Regions from separate parts of the Mus musculus genome. Here regions 2, 3, 4 and 5 are each linked to region 1. The links are chromatin contacts, called in public HiCAR-type, HiChIP or PLAC-seq and promoter capture Hi-C maps. All regions are on one chromosome and are shown on one strand. Each heading gives the region's core, a stretch centred on a gene start, on an enhancer-like site or on the middle of the called end of the contact. The rest is flanking DNA. Distances are from core to core; before and after follow the strand shown. Region 1 holds the start of Arhgap21 (Rho GTPase activating protein 21). Region 2 holds the start of Abi1 (abl-interactor 1). Region 3 holds the start of Mastl (microtubule associated serine/threonine kinase-like). Region 4 holds the start of Skida1 (SKI/DACH domain containing 1). Region 5 holds the start of Acbd5 (acyl-Coenzyme A binding domain containing 5).

Evidence for each region. HiCAR-type assays count read pairs that join an accessible place to other places. HiChIP or PLAC-seq counts read pairs in DNA pulled down with a chosen protein or histone mark. Capture Hi-C pulls out chosen DNA fragments and counts their contacts.
Region 2: an H3K4me3 HiChIP or PLAC-seq map of embryonic stem cells shows a contact between it and region 1, with 6 read pairs. The contact joins the promoter of Abi1 here to the promoter of Arhgap21 in region 1. A contact is called at or near these places in 2 of 39 promoter capture datasets (embryonic stem cells and hippocampal neurons), 4 of 115 datasets of contacts at active chromatin or transcription factors (acute myeloid leukemia, embryonic stem cells, pro-B cells and 1 more) and 1 of 9 other capture datasets (liver).
Region 3: a contact with region 1 is called in a promoter capture Hi-C map of liver, with 2.5 times the contacts expected there. The contact joins the promoter of Mastl here to the promoter of Arhgap21 in region 1. A contact is called at or near these places in 2 of 39 promoter capture datasets (embryonic stem cells and erythroid cells), 1 of 115 datasets of contacts at active chromatin or transcription factors (astrocytes) and 2 of 9 other capture datasets (adipose tissue and liver).
Region 4: an H3K27ac HiChIP or PLAC-seq map of embryonic stem cells shows a contact between it and region 1, with 7 times the contacts expected there. The contact joins the promoter of Skida1 here to the promoter of Arhgap21 in region 1. A contact is called at or near these places in 1 of 39 promoter capture datasets (erythroid cells), 1 of 484 Hi-C or Micro-C datasets (cerebellum), 4 of 115 datasets of contacts at active chromatin or transcription factors (astrocytes, embryonic forebrain, embryonic hindbrain and 1 more) and 1 of 9 other capture datasets (adipose tissue).
Region 5: a contact with region 1 is called in a HiCAR-type map of astrocytes, with 9 times the contacts expected there. The contact joins the promoter of Acbd5 here to the promoter of Arhgap21 in region 1. A contact is called at or near these places in 2 of 115 datasets of contacts at active chromatin or transcription factors (astrocytes and pro-B cells).

Annotation. Positions count from the first base shown.
Region 1 is chr2:20,965,274-20,970,376 of GRCm38.p6, reverse strand. It overlaps Arhgap21 (Rho GTPase activating protein 21), which reads left to right and starts at 2,656. Exons shown (of 24, transcript NM_001081364.3): 1 at 2,656-3,047. The coding sequence starts at 2,967. It overlaps Gm13375 (predicted gene 13375), which reads right to left and starts at 1,503. Exons shown (of 2, transcript NR_033225.1): 1 at 994-1,503; 2 at 29-903.
Region 2 is chr2:23,037,257-23,042,730 of GRCm38.p6, reverse strand. Abi1 (abl-interactor 1) reads left to right here and starts at 2,490. Exons shown (of 11, transcript NM_001077190.3): 1 at 2,490-2,782. The coding sequence starts at 2,666.
Region 3 is chr2:23,153,696-23,159,132 of GRCm38.p6, reverse strand. It overlaps Mastl (microtubule associated serine/threonine kinase-like), which reads left to right and starts at 3,109. Exons shown (of 12, transcript NM_025979.4): 1 at 3,109-3,454. The coding sequence starts at 3,272. It overlaps Yme1l1 (YME1-like 1 (S. cerevisiae)), which reads right to left and starts at 2,628. Exons shown (of 19, transcript NM_013771.5): 1 at 2,402-2,628. The coding sequence starts at 2,434.
Region 4 is chr2:18,046,176-18,051,399 of GRCm38.p6, reverse strand. Skida1 (SKI/DACH domain containing 1) reads left to right here and starts at 2,951. Exons shown (of 1, transcript NM_028317.3): 1 at 2,951-5,224. The coding sequence starts at 3,061.
Region 5 is chr2:23,065,239-23,070,704 of GRCm38.p6, reverse strand. It overlaps Acbd5 (acyl-Coenzyme A binding domain containing 5), which reads right to left and starts at 1,633. Exons shown (of 14, transcript NM_001355637.1): 1 at 1,421-1,633; 2 at 1,086-1,254. The coding sequence starts at 1,435.

The DNA.
Region 1 (5,103 bases), core at 1,407-3,906:
ACTCAGTAAATCACAAATATACAGTAGTAGGCTCTGTTTTCATTTATTTATTATTTATCACCCTGGCTATTGGTTAATTTGGTTAGGGGCAGTCACACCTTACATATTTCATGGCTACTGCAAAAAAAAAAAAAAAAAAAAAAAAAAAGATCTAGTTAATTTCTCTCCTCTAAATGTCAGGTTCTGGTGGTAAATTCTGCCTGGATTTGGTTGTAAATTCTGTCTGCCCTCTTTCACTGTAAGGAACAATAAAGTGAGGTTCAGTTTCTTCTTTATCAGCTCCTGAGTGCTCTTTCAAAAACCTCCACAAGAAACAGGACCCTAGGCGATGGGTGTGGAAAGGAGGAGGAGTCTTTAGAAGGCAATTGTAGCAAAGATGAAAAAGGTAACACGTTCCACAGCATCTTGGTTTTTGTTCTGTTCTCTCAGGATGGTGGCAGACACAAAAGCTGTCAATGAGGATCGAAAGGACCCTCAACAGCATCAGCAGGGCAGAGACCTGGAGGGGGGGTGTGCATAAGACGGGGAGAGGACAGGGGTGGGGTGGTGAAGAGGTGCCAAGCACTATCCCCAGAGCTAGAGGCTCCTCTAGGGATCAGAGCTGGTGAGCCACCTCCCGAGATGGAGTGGGAAGGGGAGGCTGAGGGGCGGGGTAGAAGGCTTGAGCGGTAGCCCTTGATTGGGTCGCATACTGTCGTAGCGTCACCGGATTGGACGGTTTGCAGCGGGAGATGTTATGAGGTGCAACAGGGCGGAGCCAGCCGTTCGGGTCAGAGCCCAGGCCCGGGAGTGGGCTGTGGAGCGGCTGCCACGGGGCTGGCGGCTTAACTAGTGACGGGAGCGTGGGGAAAGCCCAGCCACCGCCGCTCGGTTCCGCTAGCCGCGCCTAATCGCTCAGCCGCCCTGCAGGTTTTAAAAAAAAAAAAACAAGAAAAAAATTCTGAATGACTCGTAACCGCCACCACCCAGTCCCTGCTTACCGCAGGAAGCTACCTTGCAGTGCGGCGGGCAGGGACACTCCCTTATCTGGAAGCTCCACATCCCGTAGCTTCTCGCCCCACCCGCTGCAAAAAAGGGGCCGCCGTCCCCCAAGACCTGTCCGGCAGACAGCTGCAGGGATGTGCTCGCTCCCGGAGCGGCGCTCGGGAAGCAGCCGGAGTTGTGTGCCCAGCGTCGGGGTGCGGGGACGAAAGAGCTAGCGGGTGCCCAGGTTGTAGGGGGCCTGGCGAGCACCACCCCTGTCCCGGCCCGTCTTCCTCCTCTAGCTTGGCTCCCGGGGCCGGGTGACTGCAGACCGAAAACTCCTCGCCCCGGAGCGTCCCCCGGGAGGGGAGGGGAAGGAGGTGGGGTAGAAGGAGGTGGATCCAGAAGGAAGGCGCGAGCAGTCCGCCCCCGGGAAGCAGCTCGCGCGCCCGCCGGCCCGGCCAGTCTCGCGCTCGGCGATCGCGGGCGCGGGAGCGTGGGGCCCCGGCCGGCCCGGCCAGGCTTGAGTGCGGCGGCCGCCGCCCCGCCCCACGCCCTCCCGCGGCGCCCAGAGCCCGAGGCTGGCCGGGGCAGGTCGCGGCGCTGCCTGGGAGCCGACCCTTAACCCGCGTTCTCCGTTGCGTGGCCGCTCCTCTCACCGCCTGGGGCTGAAGCGCGGGCCCGCGGAGGCCGCGCCCGCGTGTGTGCAGCGAGGGAGGCCGGGGCACAAAGGCGAGCGGCGGGCGCCGGGGTCCGGCGGGCTGCGGAGGAGGGGCGGCGCCTCATGAATATTAACCGAGCCGCGGCCTAGCGCGCCCCGCCGCGGGCCGAGCTGCCGAGCGGAGCCCTTGCTTCCCGCACGCGCCCCGGCCGCGCTTCCCGGGAGCCCGCGCCGGCGACCCGCCTCAGGAAGGGGCGGAGGAAATAGTGGTAGGTGGGTGGTTTGCTCGTCGCTTTCCCCTCTGCTTCAGGTGGCCGGCGGGGAGGGCGAGCCGGGCTCGGGGGTGGGGGGCCGTAGCCGGGAGCTGAGAGTTGCCGGGGCCGCGGCTCTTCCGAAGCATGCTAGGGATCCGGAGCGGGAGCGGGAGCGGCGCCGCGTCCCACCCGCGGCCGCACGCCTCCCCACCCATCCCCGCCGCGGGCCAAGGAAAACAGCCGTCTCCTTGGGGGCGCGGGCCGGGGCGCAGGGCAGGCTGCCACGGCCGGCCGGAGTCACCCGCGGCCCGGGCGGCCGCCGCCACAGACGCCGCCGAGCCCACGCCCGCCCTGGTCCGAGCTGGCTTTTTGTTTGTTTGTTGGGGAGTTGTAGGGCGTCTGCGAGTCTAACCCGGTGCGGAGAAAACTTCGCTTAAGAGTAGGTGTCCGGGTGCTGCAGAATGAGCCCACTGCCTCGGCGTTGCCCAGGAAATGCAGCACTTGAATCGGGATTTTTTCTCCCCCCTTCTCGAAGGCTTCATAGCAGCCAGGCGTGTTTGACATAGCCACCGGGGCAGTTCTGAGGTCTCGTTCTCTTTCTCTAACCGACCTTCAGGCGTTTTCCTTCTTTTTTAATTGTTGCATGAGAGGATTCACCTTAGTAGACTTTACTTCTTCGTATTGTGGGAGAGGGGGAGCTTGGTCCGGGCTTGTGGCAAGGCTAAAGATCGGCGCCTGGGGAAAGTTCATGTCCTTCATTAACTTCTCCCTGTTCCAGGAAGGCTCTCCGAAAGCTGATTTTTCTCTGGCCTCCGAGTAACACCGCCTGGAAGCGGACCTCTTCTCTCTGCACTTGGCTTCCACCCTACCTGCCAAGGAAACCTGTCGCCCTTGAACTTTAAGACTGGAGAAATGAAGAGGGCTAAGTCTGTTGAAGAAGGTATTTGAAGGGGCTTCCTGCAAATCGTTTTTTTGACCAGTCCTTCATCGCCTCAGAATCTGCTGTGGAATTGCTTCCCGTTTGGTGTGTGGTGGCACTTCTCCAATGTGGACTCCAAAGGATTTGTCCCTTTACAATTTGAAATGAAATGATGGCCACACATTGGACTGGTCTGCCTGAGGAAGATGGTGACAAACTCAAGGCCTGTGGGGCGGCCTCTGCCTGTGAGGTAAGCCAGCTAGCTGGGCGGTGGCTCATGTCTGTGAGCGTGCTGAGAGTACGGGGTCGTCTGCCATTGAGTCGGTCGGTCAGCTGTTTGGTGGCAGCGCCCCAGTTGACCTGGAGGGAGGTGAAACCTGGCCTAGGACTGTTTCTAGGGACTTTAGCGATTAATTAGCAGGGGCAAGTCTGTCTTACATGCCAGAATCCTGGTTACCCTTCTGAGCAGGGGGCAGTCTTCCATGTCTTCCCGAGAAGCCTGAGACCAGTAATATTCAGCATCCATTTTTCCTCCAGTGTTTTGGACACTGGTCAGCTTGGGGCTGGCTTTATGTAACTCTTGTGTGTGTTACATCCTCTGTGGCGAGGGCAGGTGGTACTCTTTGGTGCGGCCGGAATCCAATGTTTTCGACTCAGATGGGAAGGGATCCTGGTTCCTAGTGGTGCCTATAGCAGCTTTGGGTGGGAATCGAAGGCTTCCATGGACGGTTTAGACTCAGTCTTGGAAAACACCTGTGGTGTTGAAATTCCAACCTCCTGGAAATCTTCTGGCTTTGCTGTTCTTTTATTAAGCTCAGTTGGCCCGTATACCGCTGCACGGTTCTGTGGGCTCTTGTGGGTGGCAGGTGCCTTTCACTGAAGTGCAGAGAACGGCTGGCTGAGAAGTTACTTAGGGCTTGTAAAAAAAAAAAAATTTTTTTTTTTTTTTTTGAGCCACCCGAACAGAATTTGTAGAAAATCTGTTCACTTTTGGCATCACTTGCTCTGGTGTCTTTTATTCCTTTATTCCTTGATTTTGAGCTGGTGTACGTGGAGTTTATGTTATGGTTCTATCGTATTTACTTTGTTTTATATAGTTCCTGTAATTTGCTTGTTAAAGGTGCTGAACGTTGTTGTTCTCTATTGAGACGACAGTGATGGCAGTAGCCACATCTCCAGTGAGCCCGCCCTCCTGAGCTCACTATTTCTTTGCCTCTGTTGTAAATTTTTCTCTTCATGGTCTTTGGAACATGGCTAGTGCTAAACATGTGGATTTGGACATTTTGTTAAATTTTGGCTAAGAAAACGTGCAGAAAATTTGCTTCACAGTTTACTTCACTTGGGGATAGAAAGTTTGTGTGGTGGGGGCTTTTTGTGTGTTGCTACAGTTTATTGGACAGAGCCTCAGGTTTACAGCAATAATTAGTTTTCTACTTTTTGATATCAGTAAACACCTGCTTGCAGGTAAAGCATGATTAAGTCTTGACACCACAATCCTCTGATCACAGTAAACCATAATGACGCCTTTTGGAAGACCTACCTACAGCCTGGTGATTGCTTAATGGGTATTGCTGTTACATAATAATATATGCTGTGGTCCTAAAACCTTATTTGTCATTGTCTTGTGAACACTTTAATTAGCATGCTGCTTGCATTGTATTTGCAAGAACTAACGTTTATTTGATAATATATGTGTGTATGTTGTTATTGTTTAAGGGTTGCTCTCAAACCAAGAACGTAGACTCATCTTGTACTTGACTAGAAAGCGGTGTGTACTTACAGCTAGTTTCCTACTGGTTGATTGATAGTGGCAGTATTTAAAGGCTATGAAATATGTTTTCATTTGGGCACGTTGCTTGTATGGCTATTGTTTCTAGTTAGGAGTGAAAAAAACAACATTGACTGTACTTTGCTCATTTAAAGATTAATTGAATTTGGTATTAAATTAATATGTTTTGACTTTATAAAGACTAGTCTTAGATTCTTTGTGCTTCAGAAAACATTTGCAAACTGGCAGGTGGCAAGTGGAGGGGGGCGGTGATATTAGTGCCTTTGGTTAGCTGTGATGTGGGTTTCTCTCTGATCTGGGAACAGATTGTGACTATTTTTGAGCTAGAAAGGGAGTTGCCATAATTTGGTTTGATAAATATTTGTTATTGAACACTTTGTTTTTAGTTTTATTGGAAGTACTGTATTCTGTAATACTGTCATTCGACAGTTAAGGAAATGAACACAAAGAAGAAACAGTAGGGATATTAATGTATCTGAATAATAAATTGATATATATTCTTTTTTGTTTTGTTTTG
Region 2 (5,474 bases), core at 1,241-3,740, 2.1 Mb before region 1:
GCAACAACATTATGAACTAACCAGTACCCCGGAGCTCTCGACTCTAGCTGCATATGTATCAAAAGATGGCCTAGTCGGCCATCACTGGAAAGAGAGGCCCATTGGACACGCAAACTTTATATGCCCCAGTACAGGGGAACGCCAGGGCCAAAAAGTGGGAATGGGTGGGTAGGGGAGTGGGGGGAGGGTATGGGGGACTTTTGGGATAGCATTGGAAATGTAATTGAGGAAAATACGTAATGAAAAGAATATTTAAAAAAAAAAAAGAAATGACAACAAAGCCTCACCCACTAAGTTTCATCAACATGGCTATCTAAACAAGACCTGAATTAGAACAGGAACAGATATTATTAACAGGAAGAGGAAATCTCATCCACCCTCAACCCTTGACAAAGAGCTATCGGAAGCTAGCAAGAGAAATAGTCATTCCCAAGGAAGAGCACCCGAACTGGATATCCAATGTCAAGGTCAGCCTTGACATAATGTACATACATATGGATTATAGAGACTGAGCAGGTAGGTTTACATGTTTTGGAAGCTATACACATACACATATACATACACATACTAATTTAAGAAATAGAGGTCATGATTTTGAGAAAGAGAAAATGGGGGGCTACATAGGGAGAGTTGGAGGAAGAAAAGCAGGGATGCTATGATTTTATTATAATTTAAAATTATATATTATATATAGTTATATCTTAATTAAAATTATAATATATAAATAAATGAAGGGGGACAGGAGAGATGGCTCAGTGCTTAAGTGCATGTATTACTTTTGCAGAGGACTGGAGAACAGCTCTGAGTCCTCATGTTGGGTACCTCACAAGTGCCTATAACTCTAGTTCTAGGGACATGTACTGTGTTTAGTCTCAGCAGGCACCTACACTCATGTGCACACACCCACAAACAGACATACTCTCACACGTGTAACGTTTTAATATTTGGGAGGAACAAAAGGAAACAAAGAAAAGTAACGAATGCAGTCCTTCTCGATGAACACCTGTGGAGGGCCCAGATCTTGGCTGTTGAGAACAGCAATAAACACAGATGTGCATGTATCTCTGTGGTATGTAAACATACAGTCCTTTGGGCATATACCAGGAAGTGGTGGGGCTGAATCATATGTTAGTTAGCTCTATTTTTAGCTTTTTGAGGAACTTCCACCCTGGTTTCCATTGTGGCTGAACTAATTTACATTTCTGGTACCAGTGTCTAAGATTTGCCATTCCCCATGTCTTTGTCAATATTTATTGTCATTGTTTTCAACAACAATTTCCAAAAGTTTGCTGAGTACTGTTGTTACTTCAAAAATTGTGATTCTCAGTGAGTCCCAGAGAGGACTGGAAATATAGGTCTGTAAATAATATTTAAATTTAGGCAACTCTTTTCATAGCCTATTATTTCAAAATAATTTAATAGTTCTGGTGATATGACAGCTTGAAATACTGTCAAAGACCCTTTGAGACATTTGCAGAGCAAGTGATAAGAAATAAGAACAAAACAATTTTGTACAATGCAAGACAAAAACTCCTCCTCCTCCTCCTCCTTCTTTCTTATTTTTTCCTCTTCTTCTGTAGTTTCTCCTCCTCCTCCTCCTCCTCCTCCTCCTCCTGGTTTTTCAAGACAGGGTTTCTCTGTGTAGCCCTGGCTGTCCTGGTACTCACTTTGTAGACCAGGCTGGCCTCGAACTCAGAAATCCCCCTGTCTCTGCCTCCCAAATGCTGGGATTAAAGGCGTGTGCCACCACCATCCGGCTTTCTTTCAATTCTTTTTTTTTTTTTTAAAGATTTATTTATTTATTATATGTAAGTACACTGTAGCTGTCCTCAGACACTCCAGAAGAGTGGCATCAGATTTCGTTACGGATGGTTGTGAGCCACCATGTGGTTGCTGGGATTTGAACTCGGGACCTTTGGAAGAGCAGTCACTGCTCTTAACCACTGAGCCATCTCGCCAGCTCCCTCTTTCAATTCTTTAGGGTACAAATTATCCTTGCTTCATTTGTTTCTGCAATATCAAGCACTACTGCATGATGTACATCTGAGAATTGATAGTTTTCAGGGTTTTAAATGAATTGGGGCATAAGTTAAGAAGGCAAAGTCTCTCTTACAAAATTGAGGAAGTCAGGATTCAGATTTCTATTTTTAATCGTTATCTGATTGGATGCCTTTGACTTACTGACTTTCCTAAGTAAGTTCTGCCAATTTTCAATGTTCTCATAGGAAAAATTTCGTTGTCTAGATCAACTTGTGGCGCCATCTTCTGGGGCCTTAAGAAGACTCTCAAGATTTAAAACTGTATTGGTTTTTTTAAAGTCTTCCTAGTTTTTGGAAGTTCCTTAGACGCATGCGCGGCCTAGCCAGGAAGAAACTACAATTCCCAGAAAGCATTGCTATAGTGGATGGGTGGGGGACTCCCGTTGTCATGGGGGAAATGATTCTCGCGAGAAAGTGAGCCTGTGGCGGCTGTGCGTCCTGGGTGGAGGGGGTGGGGGGGAGGAGGCGGGGAGAGTAAGGAGGAAGAGGAGGAGGTGCAGTCCCACAATACCCGGCGGAGGGAGGGTGGGTGGTTGGCGTCTGGTCTGTGCGGAGCTCGGGTCCCCGGCGGACTCAGCTTCCTCTGTCTCTTTAATGCGAGAGGAAGCGATGCGGAGGGGTGGAAAATGGCAGAGCTGCAGATGTTACTAGAGGAGGAGATCCCGTCTGGCAAGAGGGCGCTGATAGAGAGTTACCAGAACCTGACCCGGGTGGCGGACTACTGTGAAAACAACTATATACAGGTGAGGAGCTTGAGCGGCCGGCGGGGGCGGCTGGGACGACAGGCAGGCTGGGCGCCGTGGGGACTGCCCTACTCCGCCACCCTCCGCCCCAGCCCGAGCGGCGGCCGCCGCGGCGATACAGGAAGTGGCCGCCTTGAGAAAATGGGTGAGGAGCAGGGCCGCCGCGGGCGCCGCTGACCCGATGCCGCTCCCCGCAGCCTGCCCGGGGCCGCCTGTGCTCCCCACAGCCTGCCCGGGCGTTGCTCCCTAAAGCCTACCCCGGCCGAGCTCTGCTTCTCGCCGTCTGCCCGGCCCAGCTGTGCTCCCCACCACCTGCCCTGGCTGAGGTCTGCGCCTAAACCCCGCCGCTTTCCCCGCCAGGGATCTGTTTCCTGCAGCCTTCCCAGGCCGGGACGTGCTCCCGGCAGTCTTTCCTTCCCGGTCTCCGCTCACTGCAGGCCGCTCTTCTTAGTCGGGCTGTATTCAGCTTTGCCTCTTTTGGCTGCGGTTGGTTCCTAAGACCCCCCACAGCCTTCCCTGGCTGGGGTCGGTCCTGGCTGAGGTCCCCCTGGAAATCCCGCAGCCTCCCTTGGTCTCCTTGGAGCTCAGACTTCGCTGTCGCCCCCATGTCCGGTGTGATGAGCCTAGGACTGGGACAGCTGCGAGAGGAATGGGCAGGGAAGGAAAAGTGGGGTGTGTGTGTGTCGTTGGAGGGTGGGGTGAGGGTGATTATGTCAGTTCATCCTAGAGGGTGTGCCTTTTATTTATTTAAAAAAATTGTCACGAGTCACATTTGTACAGACCTCCTAATCGAGTGCGGAGAGTGACTGCTGAGGGTGTGATAAAATCCATATTAAAATTCTTTTAATTGAAGGAAAAATGCGTGCTTGGCGATTTTCAAGTTGGGCTTTTCCTCTTCCACCTCCTCATATTTACTTCCGCTTTAGCATAATGTATACTCGTTATTATAAAGCACGAATGATTCATAGGGAAATTCAGTGGGAAATCTGTTAAATACTTTTCTTCCTCTAAATGTTCTTGGACTGTTGGCCTTGAACGCAGTAGTGTTATCGTGGTTGCTTATGTTCTGAGATTTCTTTCTATACTGAGTTAATACATAGAAGAATATGAATAAAGTAGATTAGCAAACATTATGTAGTCTTTAAGTCATAACATAGAATTGCTCCTTAATTTATCAGGAAATTCTTGGCACTTTTACTATGCCATGCTTGCTTGTGTTTATCAGCGATTGTAAGTGAATTGTATGTAGTAGTTTGACTTGTCCCTATGGTTGAGTAAAAATTAACAGTTTTCACTAGAAGCAAATACAGTAGTGGAATTCTTTGTATCAGATAATGAGAATAGAAATTCATTTCTTGTTGATAAGGCAAAACCAGAACAGTCTTTGAAAAATAAGGAATATTGTACTTTGGACCTGCAGTATTTCTTAAAGTGCCTTTCATGTGATTATCATTTTCAAGAGCGGCTAATTTCTGTTCTAGCAGATTCCTGTAGATTTTGTTTTCAGAAGGAGATGCTGTCTTGAGACTTGTCTGAGTATTTGTCATTTTCCATATTAGTAACATTCTATCTGGAGTGGTACTCCAAGGAGTTTGTCTTCCTACTCTCGTTTCCAGCCTTTGACTTTGGTAATCTACTCATAAACTTGTTGAATGCTTCCTGTGTCTTCTGTATAACTTGGTTTTGAAAACTATATGGCTGTTTAAAAACACATTTTAAGCAGCAGAAGGGCTGCCTTAACCACTGTTAAGAGCAGTTGGTGCTTTTGCAGAGGACTCGGGTTCAGTTCCCAGCGCCCTCATAGTGGTTCACAGCCATCCTTATCCTAGGGGGTCCGTGTCCTCTTCTGACACCTGTGGGCACCAAACACACATTCAGTACACATACACACATACACACATGCATACACATAGGTACGATGAGTGAGTTTAAACCTATTTCAAAATCATACAGAAATGTGGATATAGTGTGGAAATAGAAAGGTGATCTTGTATTTTATAGATACTAAAAAATGTACATCTTTTATTTATTTTAGTATGAAAAACCTTGGGTTTGTTGCATCTTTGGTTCCCAGCACTTGTATGAGGCAGGTTACAACTACCTCTAACTCCAGCTTCAGGGGATCTAACACCCTATTCTGGATGTATGGGGTCCTGCACTCAGGAGTGCATGGACACATCCACAAACAATTAAAAAGTGGATAGACACACAATTTAAAGCAACCCACTTTAATTGGTAATAGTGCTGATTAGGATAAGTAGTTGTGCTATTTGTTTTTCTTTGTGTGTAAAGTTTGCGTTTGTTTTCAGACACAATCTCATTCTAGACCAGGCTGCTGACTTTCTATCCTCTTGTCAGCTTCCAGGTGCCATGCAGCTGCCATACCCAGCTGAGGTGGGAAAGGGTTTTTATGGGGGGTGAGATGGGGGACAGGGTCTTATTATGCCATCTTGGCTGGTCTGGAGCTTATTACATAGACTAGGCTGGGTGACAGAGATCTCTCTTCTCTGTCTCATCTACTGAGATTAAACATGAATCACCATGCCTGAGGAGAAAAATTGTCATACTTACTGTGAGACGATTGCTGTGTGTTTTACCATGATAATTATTTTGTTGTTTTCTTATGTTTGGAAAATTCAGCCCTGTTTGCTGAGAAGTTATTTTGGCTAGTTCTTGGGCTTTGGGCCCTGCT
Region 3 (5,437 bases), core at 1,860-4,359, 2.2 Mb before region 1:
TCAACAATTACTGCCTCCAAAAGTGGGAATTACAGTATGATGAAATTATCTGGTCTGACTAGTCCCATTCCAGGACTATTTGCAGATTCAAGTTATCTCGTTAGGACAAACACAAATGTAATCCATGGAGCTTATGAAATCATAAGCTTCATAACTCAAGAAATTCTAAGAATACAACAGAAGCTTGGCACAAGGAAGACTACAAAAATTAAGAATTTCTTTTGTTGTAGCATATTATCCAACTAAAAGATAAACTCCATATGGCAAGTATTTTTTCTACTTTAGTATTCTATGTTGCAACCCATGACAAGTGTGAATACAGAGAATGCTAAATAGGCATTTTTGTTAAGTGAATAAAATAATCGGCTCTGATTATAAACCAAGTCTAATAATTTAACTAATTCAACCCCTGACATTAAAATTAGCCAGTGTTATACTTCTTGCTGTGAACGCAGAGTCCCTTTAAAAATTATGCTTAATTCAGTTTCCACTATAACAGCAGTAAGAGGTGGAAGGCGATTAGCTAGGAAGAATAGCACAGAACTACAAACTGCTCTGTGCTACATGGGGTTGTACAAAACCCACAATAAGCAAGTATATAAGCCATGGAAATCCAGTCTTTACGCCACCAGAGTGGGTTTCCCCCTTGTTCTTTTGCTCTTCTACCATGTTATGCTGTCTACCTCATGATGGTATACTATTCACCATGCTTTCTTCATATAAATTAATATTATATTCAACAGTCTCTATCAGACATCTTTAATTACTAAAACTTCTCCAGACACTGTCATCCTAAAAAAACAGCATTTTCTTGTATCAAGCTGACCAACACAGAAATATCACTTTCCACCATCTCTCCCACTTACACTGAGTGAAATTCTATTACTTCTTTTCTTCTCTACTTTAATTTTTGTGAGACAGGTTGGCTGCCAAATCCTAATCCTCTTGACCCTCTCACCAAGTCTGGAATTAGAGGTGCCACACTAGACAAAGCAATTTCTTTTCCATAATTACTGAATGCCTTTCCTGTGTCAGAGCAACAGCATCCTTAAATCTACAACACTTACACTTTTGCCCTTTCATATTCTCCACACAAGAAGCCAGAGCAAGCCTCCAAATGACAACCTGGTCACAGAAATCAAATGAATCGAACTCTGTAACTGCCTCAAGGCTTCTCTCCAACCTCCCTTTAGCCACTCTGTTCTTGCCACATGGGCCTGACTTTTGTTCCTCACAGGATTTTATATTTATATTTTTCTGTCTGCCTGAAATTCCCGTTTATTTATTTATTTATTTACTTATGGTTTTTCGAGACAGGGTTTCTCTGTGTAGCCCTGACTGTCCTGGAACTTACTTTGTAGACCAAGCTGGCCTTGAACTCAGAGATCCGCCTGCCTCTGCCTCCCAAGTGCTGGAATTAAAGGCGTGCGCCACCACGCCCGGCGAAATATCCGTTTATTGTTCATCTTTATTTCCAGTGACTAGGAGAAATCTACATTTGCTTGGTTCGCTTGCTGCCTAAGTAGCAGCTAAGCAATTCCTTTCTCCATTAGTCTACCAATTCCATAGGAACACAAAAAGAGGCAGGTAGTAAGATGTAACGAACATTTGGGGGGGCAGTCTTTTGAGACAAGTCTCACTATGTAACATCTCTAGATTCTCTGCCTGCCTCCCAAGGAATAATCCTCAAGACAAGTTGATGGTGCATCTGGTGTGATGGTGGTGGGAGCCATGATCCCAACACTTAGGAGGCCAGCCTGGACATAATAAGGACTAGGACAGCAAAGATAGACAATGAAACCTCGCCTCAAAAAATAAAATATAATTAATTAATTAATTAAACATTGTTAACACCTTCCCCCCCAAAAAGAAAACAAATTTTAATGAAACAAGGAAAAATTAACATAATTTGGGTCCTGATTTTTTAAAAAATGTTTAAAATTTAATTGCAAGAATCTAATGATTCAAAAATGTGCACAAGTTAATTCTACCCAGAAAGAAAGAAATTGTGATGCTATTCGAATTATTAGAGTATGTTTGAACTAAATTCGGCTTGAAAGGAAAAAAGGGTAATCAGAAATAGATGGATGGAAAGAACACTGTCTTCTTTACCTTTCTCGCAGATTTCACAAATCCCCATCTCAGACTGTCCAACCCTAAACAGTCCCTGAATTGTCAACAGAAATTCTGTGCAAGCCAGTGGATACGCTATGTGATGTTCACCACGGTTAGTGTCAGGTCATAGTCTCAGCACTGTCCCCTGATCTCCTTTTCAGCCTGCGACTCAAACAGGGTTCGTCGCTTCCCTCACTAATTTTGCTTCAGAAACACCGATTCTACTACAGCATCCGGGGAAAAGTCGCAAAAGGGACGCAGGAAAACGCCTGAATGCTGGGCTCACCTGAGGCTGCACAGTGCTCGACAGGGAGAACATCTCCGGGCCCTCGAGATCTTACCGGCCAGCCGAAACTGCTTCTTAGCTTCAGCTCCGAGGAAAGGGGCTGAGCCCTTTTATTTTCTCTTTATTTCTCTTTGCTTTTCTCCCAGTTTCTCCCTTACTCCTCCCAGAAACGAAAAAATGGCTTCCCCTCCCGACAGCTGCTACGACGACATCTGCCCCGGAAGACCATAGGTACAGTGCTTCCGGAGCAAGCCTCCGCGTTCACCCCGCCCCCGCCCGTCAGCGCTCCGCCTCTTCCGGGGACTCTGTCACTTTGGGGTGGTTTTTCGAGGTTCCTATCACCACCTCCACAATAAATTGGATGTTCTTCTAGTCGCTCCTACTCTGTTTCTGAATTCAGTACGCGGTCAAACGCACTTAACGCTCACCCAGGCTCTCCACATTCTGTGGCTTCGCTAGCTTCCACACATCATCCCTAGCCATTGCTTTACTTAACAGTCGGCCTGGCTTCTAGCTCATGCGGAGGGAGGGAGAACTGCAGATCTTGACTGAGACTCGGAAGGACCCCACCAGACTACATAAAGTCTTAGTCCCTTGCTCATTGGCCAGAATGCACTGCCTCGTCACAAAAACAGCCCGTGTATCCGCGGCTGAGCCCCGCCCAGCGCCCCTTCCGGCAGCGCCGCCGGCTCCGCCTAGCGCTCCGCAGACTGCGCCCAGCAGTGCCGCCGGCCCCCACCCGTCGATGCCTGCTTACAGGGAGCCGGCAGAGCGCAGACGCGCGGTGACGTCACGGGAGGCGTCCGGCGTAGGCGAAACCTTTTGAATCTAGCTGGCGGGAGTTGCTGCTGCAGGGCGAGCTGTGCAGCAATGGAGTCCGCCTCGGCAAGTGAGGAGAATGAAGGAGGTGCGGCGATAGAGGAGTGCGTGAGTAGGATCCCGGTACCAAGACCACCCTCCATTGAGGAGTTCACCATAGTGAAGCCCATTAGCCGTGGTGCATTCGGGAAAGTGTACCTGGGACAGAAAGGCGGCAAGTTGTACGCAGTGAAGGTAGGCAGTCAGAAGCGAGAAGGTCTTAAATGGTCCTCCCTCGCGGACCTCCCTTTTGAGTTGTTGAACAAACTCTGGAGCTGCTGTACCACTAGCCTGGAATGCCCGGCTTACAGAAGCCTGCACAGTCCTGCTTGTTGACTGTGGGCGTTTAGGCAGACTGCAGTGAGCAGGTGTCTGTCCTTTCCCTTGCCCTGCCCTTCTCTGTATACTGAGAATCATTAACCCAGTGAAAATAGCAAAACTTACCCAACTGTGCCCTGGCCATTGTTAACAAATGAGAAAACTGCGACTGAAGGCAGAGGCTTGAAGCCACACCCATGACTCCTGAGTCATGTTTCAAATCAAAACGGCCTTAAGTACTTGTTGGTTATGTTTTCCTTGTTTGACATACATAATAGCCGAAATCTTGCTATCACAAACAAGATTGGTTTGTAGACAGTTCAAATCTCACTCTTACCAAAAGGAAGCTGCATTATATTCGAATTTTCTGTGACACAATTTATATTGTGAAAGTTTTTAATTGTAGTATTATTTATTTAAAGTATCACCGGGATTGTGAGTTTGTTTTGCTTTTTTACTAACTTGAGCTTCACCTGGATTAACTTCGGTACTTTGATTACGTTTGTAATGGTCACTTTCCGATGATGCTTTAATTCCAGCTCTTTGATAAGCAGGAGCAAGTGATGCAAAACCAAAATTTTTGCTTCTCAAGATTTCCATCGTGATACGTAAGCTGTAAGTTCATTTATTATAGAGCAAGTAGAAAGAAATGTGTCCTAAATCAAGCGTTTCTTATCTATATGTGATCGTAAAAACAGTCAGTGTTCACTTAAAATTGTTCTGTCCACCCTAGCTTCTCATTACTACTTTGTAATGAGAACATTACATTGTAAACATGACAAAGGAGGCTACTGGCTGGCTCAGATTCCTGGTACCCAGTGCTTGGAGACTAGCACACAGTTAAGATAAGCAGCCCCTTCACCTGACTACCTAAATGACCTCTTCCTTTGCTTCTTTCCCTTTAATAGTACCAATGTCACCTCTACCCTTCAGGCTAGAAACTTGAGTTGCCCTTATATATTTCATCAATACACCACATACCCTTTGTTCCTGTTGTCCCTCTGGAAAAAAATGTTTTGTTTTTGTTTTGTTTTGCTTTTTTCATTCACAAGTGGATTTCTCCCCACTTACTTGTTCAGTGATGACTTTTGTAAATTAAATAGTATTGAAAACCAGTTTTAGGGGCTGGTGAGATGGCTCAGTGGTTAAGAGCGCCGACTGCTCTTCCAAAGGTCCTGAGTTCAAATCCCAGCAACCACATGGTGGCTCACAACCAGCCTAAACGAAATCTGATGCCCTCTTCTGGAGTGTCTGAAGACAGCTACAGTGTACTTACATATAATAAATAAATGAATTTTTTAAAAAAAAAAAACAGTTTTAAGGAATAGTTCCATAGCCCAAAAAATTACCTTTTTGCCTATTCACAGTACCTCTTCCCTTAATATGTCAGCAGGTAACTACTATCCCTCTTCTCTCTGTTTTCTGTCTCTCTTTGACAGTCCCAAATAGCCTCAGACATATGATGGAACTGAGCATGACAAGCCTTAAATTACTGATACGTATGGCTCCATCCCCTAAGTGAAGCGACTACAGGCATGTACCAACAAGCCCTATGTACCAACTCACCTTCTATCTCTGCAAGATTGCCTTTTCTGGATAGTTCACATAAATGGAATCATACAATGTATGGTCTTTGATGTCTTCTTCTTCTTCTCTTCCTCTTCCTCTCCTTCCTCTTCCTCCTCCTCCTCCTCCTCCTTTTTCATTTGCCTGGTGGTTTGAGGCTCATCGGCTTGAATTTCTGTACTTAGTTGGTTGGAGTAGTTTCCTAACTAGAATCATTAACTTTACTTTAATCCATTCTTTAGGTTGCAGTTTGCAGGCCAAAATCCAGGGTCCTTAAAAATTCAGTCAGATTCC
Region 4 (5,224 bases), core at 1,702-4,201, 2.9 Mb after region 1:
TGCTCAATATTGTACTCGTTTCCAAAAGCACCTATATTCTCAGTTTTAAAAGGTAGAGAGAAAAGATAGAAAGATAAATTTGAAATGTTTACTAAAGCATGCTCCCATGTGCAGGGGAACTAAGAGAGGGGGGTGGATCTAAACAAGAATCAGGAACAACTCAAAGTACCTCTCCCCTCCCCCTCAAAAAAGATGCTGTAGCCAACCTTTTTAAATGTCGTCTTAGAGCCCCCACACATACTTTTTTTCTTTCTTTCTTTCTTTCTTTTTTTTTTTTTTTTTTTTTTTAGTTTACTATTTCTTAGCTGTTTGGCTCTTTAATCTCAGTCTTATAGCTGGAGGAGGGGAATGGGCGGGGGTGGTGGGATGGAGAGGGCTGGCACTATATAAGTCCATCAGGAGGAATTTTAAAACACTGTTGTTGGCAATAGAAAGGCTCTGGCCATTCGACTTTAAAACAACAAACACCAGCATTTGCTTTGCCTGGAAACTTAGATTTCTGCTTAAAGCTTGTGCATTTGGCCTCCTGTGAAAGTGAAAGAGAAAAACTCAGTGTGGTAGAACCAGATGCAAAGAAAGCCAAGTCGGTGGATGGTATTAGCTGTGACGAGGCATTGTTCATTGCTGCCTCTCGGTTACGTTTAAAGCCTGAAATATCACGAGATCCATTCAATGGTCCTTCCCTCATTCAAGGGACAAAAATGTAATTTACTGTAGCTCTGATTTCTTGGATGGAAATGCTAGCCTTAGATTTCAAAGGCAAGAACTAGACATCGCGGTTTGTACACACATTGATTAAGTTGAAGAGCGGCGATTACATCTGTGCTGAGAGCTACAGTAGTCCAGGGCTGACTTTTCAAATCCCAACCTCCTGAGTTACAGACCCTCTTAAATAGACTTCCTTAATTTCCGGATGTACTTCTTAAAATTCCCAATCTCTTCAAAATTCCTGGGAAAATTACAAGGAAGATGAGGGTGGGGGTGGGGAGCCATGGCCGAGAGACTTCATCTTGTCAAGCTAACTACCTTTTTGTATGTCTGATTTCTGTTTGTTTATTTGTTTGTTTTTCTTAAGACTTTTTTTCTTTTTTTCTTTTCCTTTTCTTTTTTTTAGTCATACCTGCTCCTGCTGGCCAGATCACAGCAGGGGAAACTGGAACTTTTGAATATGAAGAAAGAAATTATTGTGCTTTTTTTTTCTTACAGGTTCAGAAATATCCGTTCACTCTTTAACCTCACAGATGTGTCTATTTTGGGAGAAGGAGGAAACATGTAGGTGCCTGGGCTGCATTTATGCTGGAGTTACAAATGCAGAAGATTTTGCTGAATTTTGCAAAGCAGCCAACCACCCATCTGAGATCCTACAAATGCAAGTGGAAAGACCCTTCCTCTCACTTGGCAATATTTTGGATATCCTTGAAAACGACAGCAAACCATGCTAGTGACTAAGAAGAGGTTAAAGCAGACTGATCTTCATCCAAAGTGATTTTTCTTAAGACAAATGTCTGGCTTTCACAGGGGAAACATGGGAGCCGTGGAAGAGTCCTCTAACCCTCCAGTCAAACCATCACCAACCACTGAAATGGTCCGCTGCGCCATAGAGCAGCACTTTCTTTTCATTGTTTTTATGTAAAACTTCTGGGATCACCTTGGGGAGCCGTCCCTTTCCTTCCCTTTGCTGCAGAAGGAAGTATCTGCTCCCTGGAATTCGGACCTGTGGACAAGCTTCCAGCTCAGGCCGGTGCTGGGCACTCTAGAATGACCTCACCTCTACTCCAGGCTAGTTAATGGTGAAAAGTGTACTCATCTCTGGCTTATCTGTGCTTTGTTATGGGCCTGACGAGAAACTACCTTCCCCCTGCCCCACTCCTCAGCAAAGAAGCGAAATCCAATTGAATTGTTACATGTTCCTGAGGTGGAGCCTCGAACTGCTTTCTTGGTCAAATAACTTTGTTTCTGGTTGTAAAAGGCATGGGGGGTGGGGGGACTCGAGAGAAATTGCCAACGTAAGTCTGTACTGGGCTGGGTCACCTCAGGGTTTAACTTTAGAGCTCCCAGCCAGTCTCCTCCACTCCCAGAAGGGAAATACCAGGCTATTCTGCACGTTTTCCCTTAAGCTTCATTTTCCAAAGAAAAGAAGGGTGGGGTATATCTATTTGAGCTTGATAATGTTTTTTAAATGCTTTCCTTTGAAACGATAATAGCTGTATCGGTAAAATGCAAATAAAGCAAAAATAGGCAGTATTTCTTTAAAGGGGAATATACGGTTCTCTCTCTCTCTCTCTCTCTCTCTCTCTCTCTCTCTCTCTCTCTCTCTCTCTCTCTCTCTCGTACATACACTGCTTCTGATGAAGTCTGTGAGTCAGGCTGTTTCTGAGCTCCGATAGTTTAATGGAAAGATTTATATACCGGCTGTATTATTTACTTTGGGAGGGGAGGTGGCAGTATAAGGGTATGCTAATTAGTAGGAGATTTTGGGGGGAAGGGGTGGAATATCAATTTTTATTGCATCACCTGTCAGGAGTGTCCAATCAGCGTTGGCTTTAGGGGAATTAATTGATGAAGGTGTCTCCGGACGAGCTCACTTCACTCTGTCATTTTATTTGTAGCTAAAGCAGCGGCGGGAATAGCAGCTGCATTTCTTTTCTCTTTCTCCCTTCACATTCCATTATCATAGTGCTCCAATGGAGAAGGAAGGAGTAGCGGGGCCCAGGTACTGATCCGCATCGAGGACTCAGACCAACACACTGGCAGAGCTGAAACCGGATGGTCTTTTCCCTCTTTTTTAAAAAAACGAAAACCAAAAAAAAAAAAAAAAAAAAAAAAAGCGAGAATCAAGTCAGTGTAATTTCTTGGGGTTTTTCTTCCCCCCCCCCAACCCCCCAGTAATTCGCCTAGAGTTTGGCACTCCCTTCGCCGGGAATAACAGTCTTTGTTATTTTATTAGCAGGATGCCTTGAGACACACGCAGCATCTGGCGGAGGATTAACATACATACATGTGTATGTATGCGTCACGTATATATTTACTGCAAATGGTGGGGATCATTTAGTGCCCGAGATGGGAGACCTGAAGTCAGGTTTCGAAGAGGTGGATGGCGTGAGGCTCGGCTACCTCATCATTAAAGGGAAGCAAATGTTTGCTCTCTCCCAAGTCTTCACAGATCTGCTGAAAAACATCCCGAGGACGACCGTGCACAAGCGCATGGATCATCTGAAAGTGAAAAAGCACCACTGCGATCTGGAGGAGTTGCGGAAACTCAAAGCAATCAACAGTATCGCCTTCCACGCGGCCAAATGCACGCTCATCTCCCGGGAAGACGTAGAAGCGCTCTACACATCCTGCAAAACCGAGCGTGTGCTCAAGACCAAGCGAAGGAGAGTCGGTCGGGCCCTGGCCACAAAGGCGCCGCCGCCAGAGCGCGCCGCCGCCGCCAGCCCCCGCCCGGCTTTTTGGAAGGACAAGCACCAACTTTGGCGGGGCCTGAGCGGAGCCGCGCGGCCCCTGCCAATCAGCGCGCAGTCCCAGCGTCCGGGCGCCGCCGCCGCGCGCCCCGCCGCCCATCTACCTCAGATTTTTAGCAAATACCCGGGCTCCCACTACCCGGAGATCGTTCGCTCGCCTTGCAAATCCTCTTTAAACTATGAAACTGCCCAGCTCCAGGGAAACTACGTCGCCTTCCACTCGGACCCCGCTTATTTTCGGAGCCTGCTGTGCAGCAAGCACCCGGCTGCAGCCGCCGCCGCCGCCGCCGCCGCTGCTGCTGCCGCCGCCGCCGCCGCCTACTACCAGACTGCCGGGCCTCAGCCCAAGGCGGCGACCGGCGCGGGAGGCCCAGTGAGCCTGACTTACCGCTGCAAGCGCAAGCGCGGGGGCGCCAAGAACTGCCTGCTCCCGCCTCACGCCGGAGCCCGGCGCCTGCTGCTGCTGCCCAGATCCTACAAAGCCAAGGCGGCGGCGGCGGCAGCAGCGGCGGCTGCTGCTGCGGCGGCGGCGGCCGGGGCCACTTGCTTGGAGAGGTTTCATCTGGTCAACAGCTTCTGCCCGCCTCCCCACCACCACCATCACCATCACCACCATCATCATCACCATCACCACCGAGCCCAGCAGCCAACGCCGAGTCACCACCCCTCTCATCACCACCGGCCGCAACCCCATCTAGGAAGCTTTCCCGAGAGTTGTAGCAGCGACTCCGAGTCCAGCTCCTACTCCGACCATGCAGCCAATGACTCGGATTTTGGCTCCAGTTTGTCCAGCTCCAGCAACTCGGTGTCCTCAGAGGAAGAGGAGGAGGAAGGAGAGGAGGAGGAGGAAGAGGAGGAGGAGGAAGAGGGGGGCAGCGGGGCCTCGGATTCCAGTGAAATCAGCTCGGAGGAGGAGGATTCTTCCACCGAGTCAGACTCCAGCTCCGGGTCCAGCCAAGTGTCAGTGCAGAGCATCCGTTTCAGGCGCACCAGCTTCTGCAAGCCTCCCAGCGTGCAGGCGCAGGCCAACTTCTTGTACCATCTGGCCTCCGCCGCCGCTGCAACCAAACCCGCTGCTTTCGAGGATGCCGGCCGACTTCCCGACCTCAAGAGTAGTGTCAAAGCCGAGTCACCAGAGGAGTGGAGTCTGCAGAGCTGGGCTCCCAAAGGGACTCCGGTGTACTGCCCGGCCAGCTTGGGGAGTTGTTTCCCAGAGATAAGAAACGATAGGGTATCTGAGATTACATTCCCACACTCTGAAATATCCAGTACTGTAAAGAGAACTGACCTGACAATTAACTGCCATGCAGAGGGGGCCTCTTCACCTAGCCCAAAGACAAACAATGTATTTCCACAACAAAGAATACTCCGAGAGGCTAGGAAATGCCTACAAGCAACTCCTACTACACACTGTGCAGAAAACAGCACAATAGCTGCTAGGTTCTTAAATAATGATTCGTGTGGAACAACAGCAAATTCAGGAAAAGATTCCAAAATCCCTCATTGTCCTGAATTTGCTACGGATTTACCCTCTCTTCAAAGTGATCCCAGAGTGGATACAGCAACAGCAGCAGCAGCAGCAGCAGCAGCAACTAAAGCTGAGAGTCTCTGCACTGGTACAGGTGACAAGACATTGCCATTTCTGCACAATATTAAAATCAAAGTAGAAGACAGTAGTGCTAATGAAGAATATGAACCTGAGCTTATTACAAATAAGCTAAAGTGGGAGTGCAATGATGCCGAGGGTGAGTTTTACAATA
Region 5 (5,466 bases), core at 384-2,883, 2.1 Mb before region 1:
CTCCAGCCCTCCTGATCCTCCAAGAAAGCTGGCATCGCAAAGCAGCCTGTGCCACTGATTCTGAAGGTGTGCAGGAACTAAATAAGGGCTTTGTACATGCCAACACATGCCCTACAAGCTTCCAAAACTATGCCTCCGGAAAATTTCTTACTGGAATGAACTATGCTTACTACTAATTTTTTAGCCAAATGATGATACATGAAAAGTGGGAAGATAGCTGGGCAATGGTGGCACACGCCTTTAATCCCAGCACTTGGGAGGCAGAGGCAGGCGGATTTCTGAGTTCGAGACCAGCCTGGTCTACAAAGTGAGTTCCAGGACAGCCAGGGCTACACGGAGAAACCCTGTCTCGAAAAAAAAAAAAAAAAAAAAAAAAGAAAAAGAAAAGAAAAGTGGGAAGACATTAAATACTATACAAATATAGTAATGTTATGTTTGACTTGGCCTACAAATCTAGCACACACAATAAAAATGCTTAAGATAATTTTAATCTAATTTATTATGAAAAGTAAATCACAATGCAAATGGATATAAAATTTCAAAGTAAAAGTCTCTCTTCCCAAGCTTCTCTATTTAGAACACTGAAAAAAAAATTTAGTGATGGAAAAAAAAATCCTTAACACTGGTCAGACAAAATTATAAAAAGTTTTACAAGCTGTTGCCAGGATACACACAAAGAAAACCGTACCTGACACATCATAGTCAAAATAATCATTTTACACGAGAATATAGTTGTCCTTTCCTTTCCGCTTCATATCAAAGTTTCTGAAGGTTCGGATTACACTTTTGAGTTAGGTAGCACCAGACATCCCTCCCCAGTTTTTGTTTTTGTTTTTTAACTTTCCCAAATCCACAGTCATTAAGTGATAAGACTTGTTCTCAAGAATATAAACTACTTAAAACCTAGATAATACGTCGCCTTTGGCCTCAAAAATCAGCGGTAATTAATTAGCATTCAATACCATTCTTTCAATTACATTTCTTTCAATTACATTTCTTTTAATGACAGAGCGAGAGGGGGCGCTAAATAAGGTAGACTAGAAGCAGCTGGAAAAGGTCTTTTACCTAGAGCCCACTGCACATACCATTTTTCGGCAAACTCTGGATCACCTTCACGGCCGCCTCAAATCTGGTTTCATACACTGACGGTGTGTCCGCCATCTCCAGCTGCCAGCGCCGGCCTCGGTCCCAAGGTCTGTCCGCGGTAATCACACAGCAGCAGCAGCACCAGCTTCCCCAAGAGCCTGCATGAAACTGAACACCGAGCGCAGCAGCGGATTAATGACAGGAGCATAGCTGGTCAATTCCCCTTTGCCTGCCCAATCAAGGCCACATCAACTCAGGTGGCCCGGTTCCTTCCTCCTTCGTGGGGCGTGTCTAAGAGTACATCCCAGCCAACAAAAACAGCCAAACAACTCACCGCGAGGAAGAGCATCTCTAGCAGCAGGCCTTGGAGGTTGAGCCGCCCGTGATAGCGGACCCTTTCTCCCACCCGGAAGATGCCGGCCAACCAATCACACCCCCCATTCCTGAGAAGTTCTGCCGTCGGTGGGCAGCCGCCCCACAGCCCCGCCCCAGAGTCACCGGAGGACCCACTAGCCTCCGCCGCCGCGGCCGCCGTGCAGCAAACCCCACCCACCCGCTCCGCCGCGGTGACGTGCACGGGCTGCGCGTTCTCAGAGGAGGGGAAAAGAGGCTGCAAGGCGCTCCGGCTGGGGTTGGTCTGTGGAGAACCCGGTGCTTGTTTATGTTCGGGCTGAGGACAGCAAGCCTGGTGACGCGCTAGGATTCTATGCCAGGTCCTAAAGGTGGCCCCTGGATACCGCTAGTGTTTAAAGAAAAGAAAAACACAAGAGTCGGTGGTCCTCAATGCCTAGCCTCGGGGTTAAACCGGAGAAGGGAGTGAATCATAAAAGTGGCTTCAAAACTTCTTTTGACATTTACTCTCTGTGACCTAGGAGAAGGCACTTGACCTCTTCTGTGGATATACAACACGCTAAAGGGGAGAAAGGGAGGATTAAGGGCAAGGATGGAAGGGCTTAGCCCTGGCCCCCAAGTCTGGGACAGCTTTCACCGTCTGGCCCCAAGGGTGGCCGCGGAGAGAGCAAAGGTGAGCGGTGGCGGCCTGCTGCGCAACACCTCCACTACCCACTCTCCAGGCCCAGGAGACAGGCACAGCCACGTCCAGCTCCGCCGGAGGCTAGGGATGGAGATGGTCGGTGAACAACGTAATGCCCGCGTTGTAGGCACTTAGGAAGCTCCCCGCAGGCGTAGAGTGCCGTGGCCTGGAAATCTCAAGGACGCCCCGCTGGGAACGTCAGTTTTGTCGGTTTAGGATGGGTTGGGAAGATTACTCGTAAAAATCTAGTTGCGAACTATAAGTCACTCTTCCCTTGGAGCCGCGATGTCGGCATTTACCTTGATATAGCCAAATGACTGGCAAGGCCTGTCCGTTTTGTCTCGACGCCTGCCCCGCACCTTGCCCCCGCGGGCTTATGGGAACTGTAGTCCCCCGGCGCTTCCGGACACCTTCCTCTGTAGGCTGGCGTAGTCCCCCTCCGGTTCCGGTTCGGTTTTTCCTTGTAGCCCACCCTTCCTGTGTGTGGCGGAAGTTCCTTTCTTCCGGATTGCGTTTGGGGCGTCTCCGAAGTACTTCTTAAGCTTCGAGCAGAAAGGAATCCTCTGACATAGCTTGTTTATCTGGGTATTGAGAACAGTGTCGTCTGAAGAGTTCTTTCAGGGCTCATGCGGCCTGTATTCAAAAGTACCCCAGAAACAGTTCCGGACTCACTGATCGTTTAATCAAAAAGACCAAAGGCACTGGAGGAACGCAGGCTTCACTAGAGAACCGCTCCCTAGTACTTCACCGCCTTCATATGTGTGATGTTTGGCAAACGTATGATCTGTTTCAAAAGCACTGTAAGGTGTTGATAGATGAGGAAATGATAGTTGACTTGCCCAAGGTCCTAAAATTTAATGATTTAGCAAGCGAGTGTCAGTCAAATCATAAAACCTGCTATGAATATGTGACTTGTCCTAATCATGTAAAAGGGAAACACAAGTTTTCTAACCTTCTCAACATGAGAACGCTTTGTGTGTTTATCTTTGCCTCACCTACTCTTTTCTTGAACTTGGGTGCTTCTCAGTCACTCCTAGTATACTCAGGTATATATATTCTGAAAAAGTGTTGGGTGTTTATTTTTAATACTTGATTTCGACAACTGCTCATTAGACTTATGTAATGAGCTACCCTACTGGTTCTGTAGATCATTAGTTACTAATGACAGACTAATGACAGCATATTTTGCCAGTGATTGCACTGAATTTATTTATTATAATTTGTTGTTGTTGTTTTCAAGACAGGGTTTCTCTGTATAGCCCTGGCTGTCCTGGAACTCACTCTGTAGACCAGGCTGGCCTCGAACTCAGAAATACACCTGCTTCTGCATCCCGAGTTATGGTGTTTCATCACTGCAATAATAACTCAAACTAACACAGCTGCCTATTACTTGAGAGAAGTTGCACGTAGGATAGTTACCAAGATGTGGAGCAGGAAGTAGAAGAAAATTGTGGGAATTTAACTCATGGGAATAAGTTATAAATGGATAAGAGTAGAAGCTCTGATGTGATATAGTGGAATGACTAGATAATCATGTGTGGTATGTTTCAAAAACTGGAAGGAAAATGTGATGTTTTTATTTCAAAGAAAAAATTCAAGGAGATAGATAGCTCTGGTTAAGAGCACTGACCACTCTTCCAGAAGACCCAGGTTCAATTCCCAGCACCCACATGGTGGCTCACAATGTCTGTAACTGTAGTTTCATGGGCTCTGACACCCTCTTCCTGCTTCCTTAGGTACCAGGCATAGATATACCCAAAACATGTACCCAAAACACTAATACTCATTAAAAAACAATTATTAAAATATTTAAATATCTTGTTTTACAACATTATGAACTAACCAGTACCCCGGAGCTCTTGACTCTAGCTGCATATGTATCAAAAGATGACCTAGTCGGCCATCACTGGAAAGAGAGGCCCATTGGACACGCAAACTTTATATGCCCCAGTACAGGGGAACGCCAGAGCCAAAAAGGGGGAGTGGGTGGGTAGGGGAGTGGGGGTGGGTGGGTATGGGGGACTTTTGGTATAGCATTGGAAATGTAAATGAGCTAAATACCTAATAAAAAATTAAAAAAAAAATTTAAATATCTTGTTTTAAATTGATGTGTTTAACCTAGTTTAAATATTATAGAATGTATGTATATATGTAGATATAAAATATATGATCACATAGACATATACATTTTTCACATATTCCTTAAAGAAATTAATTTTTTTTGAAAGTAATGAGTCAAGGGCCAGTGATATGGCTCAGTGCGTAAAAGTGCTTGCCACCAACTTAACAACCTGAGTTCAGTTTCCAGAACCCACATGTTGGCAGTCAAGAACTAATGCCCAAAAGTTGTACTCTGGCTTACACATACACAAGGGAAACAGAGACATGAGAATCACACCCTTAACTCAGGAGTTCAAACAAGCATTTCCAAAATAGTGAGATTCTCAGCTAAAAATAGAAAGAGAGATGGTGTTGCATGACTTTAATCATAGCACTCAGAGAGACAGTCAAGTTTCTGTGAGTTCAAGGCCAGCCTGGTCTACATGGTGTATTCTTGTACAGTCATATTGACAGACCCTGTCTTTAACACAAAAAAAAAAAAAAAAAAAAAACACCACCAACAACAACAAAACTCTAGAGATTAGTCTCAGTACTTCAGAGCACTGGTTGCTCTTGCAACGGATCCAAGTTTGGTTCCTAGCACTCATGCAGGGGTTAACAACCTCTAGTAACATCAGTTCTTGGGGATCCAATGCCCTCTTCTGACTTCCTCTGGTACCACACAGCCATGTGGGGTATATATCTTGTAGGCAAAACACTCACACTGGTAACAAAGAATAAATACATCTGATTTTTAGAAAAGGTCTTGTTTGGGGTTAGAGAGCTCACTCAACAGTCAAGAACTGCACTGCTCCTCTATAGGACCAAAGGTGAGTCCTGGAGCCCACATTATGGGGCCCACACCCACCAGAAACTCCAGATCCAGGAGATATGACTCCTCTGACCTCTACAGGCACATGCACATGTGTGCAGATACTCACACAACAGGCACACACACATACACATATTGAAAATATTTTTTTTTTTTTTGGTTTTTTGAGACAGGGTTTCTCTGTATAGTCCTGGCTGTCCTGGAACTCACTTTGTAGACCAGACTGGCCTCGAACTCAGAAATCCACCTGCCTCTGTCTCCCAAGTGCTGGGATTAAAGGGGTGCACCACCGCGCCTGGCGAAAATAAATTTTAAAAAAGCAATTTGTAAGCTTTGTTGATTTAACATGTTAAGTCCTGCTGTAATATATTCATGAATGTGATAGATGGAGTCAGTTCCCAAACTGTCTTCTAAT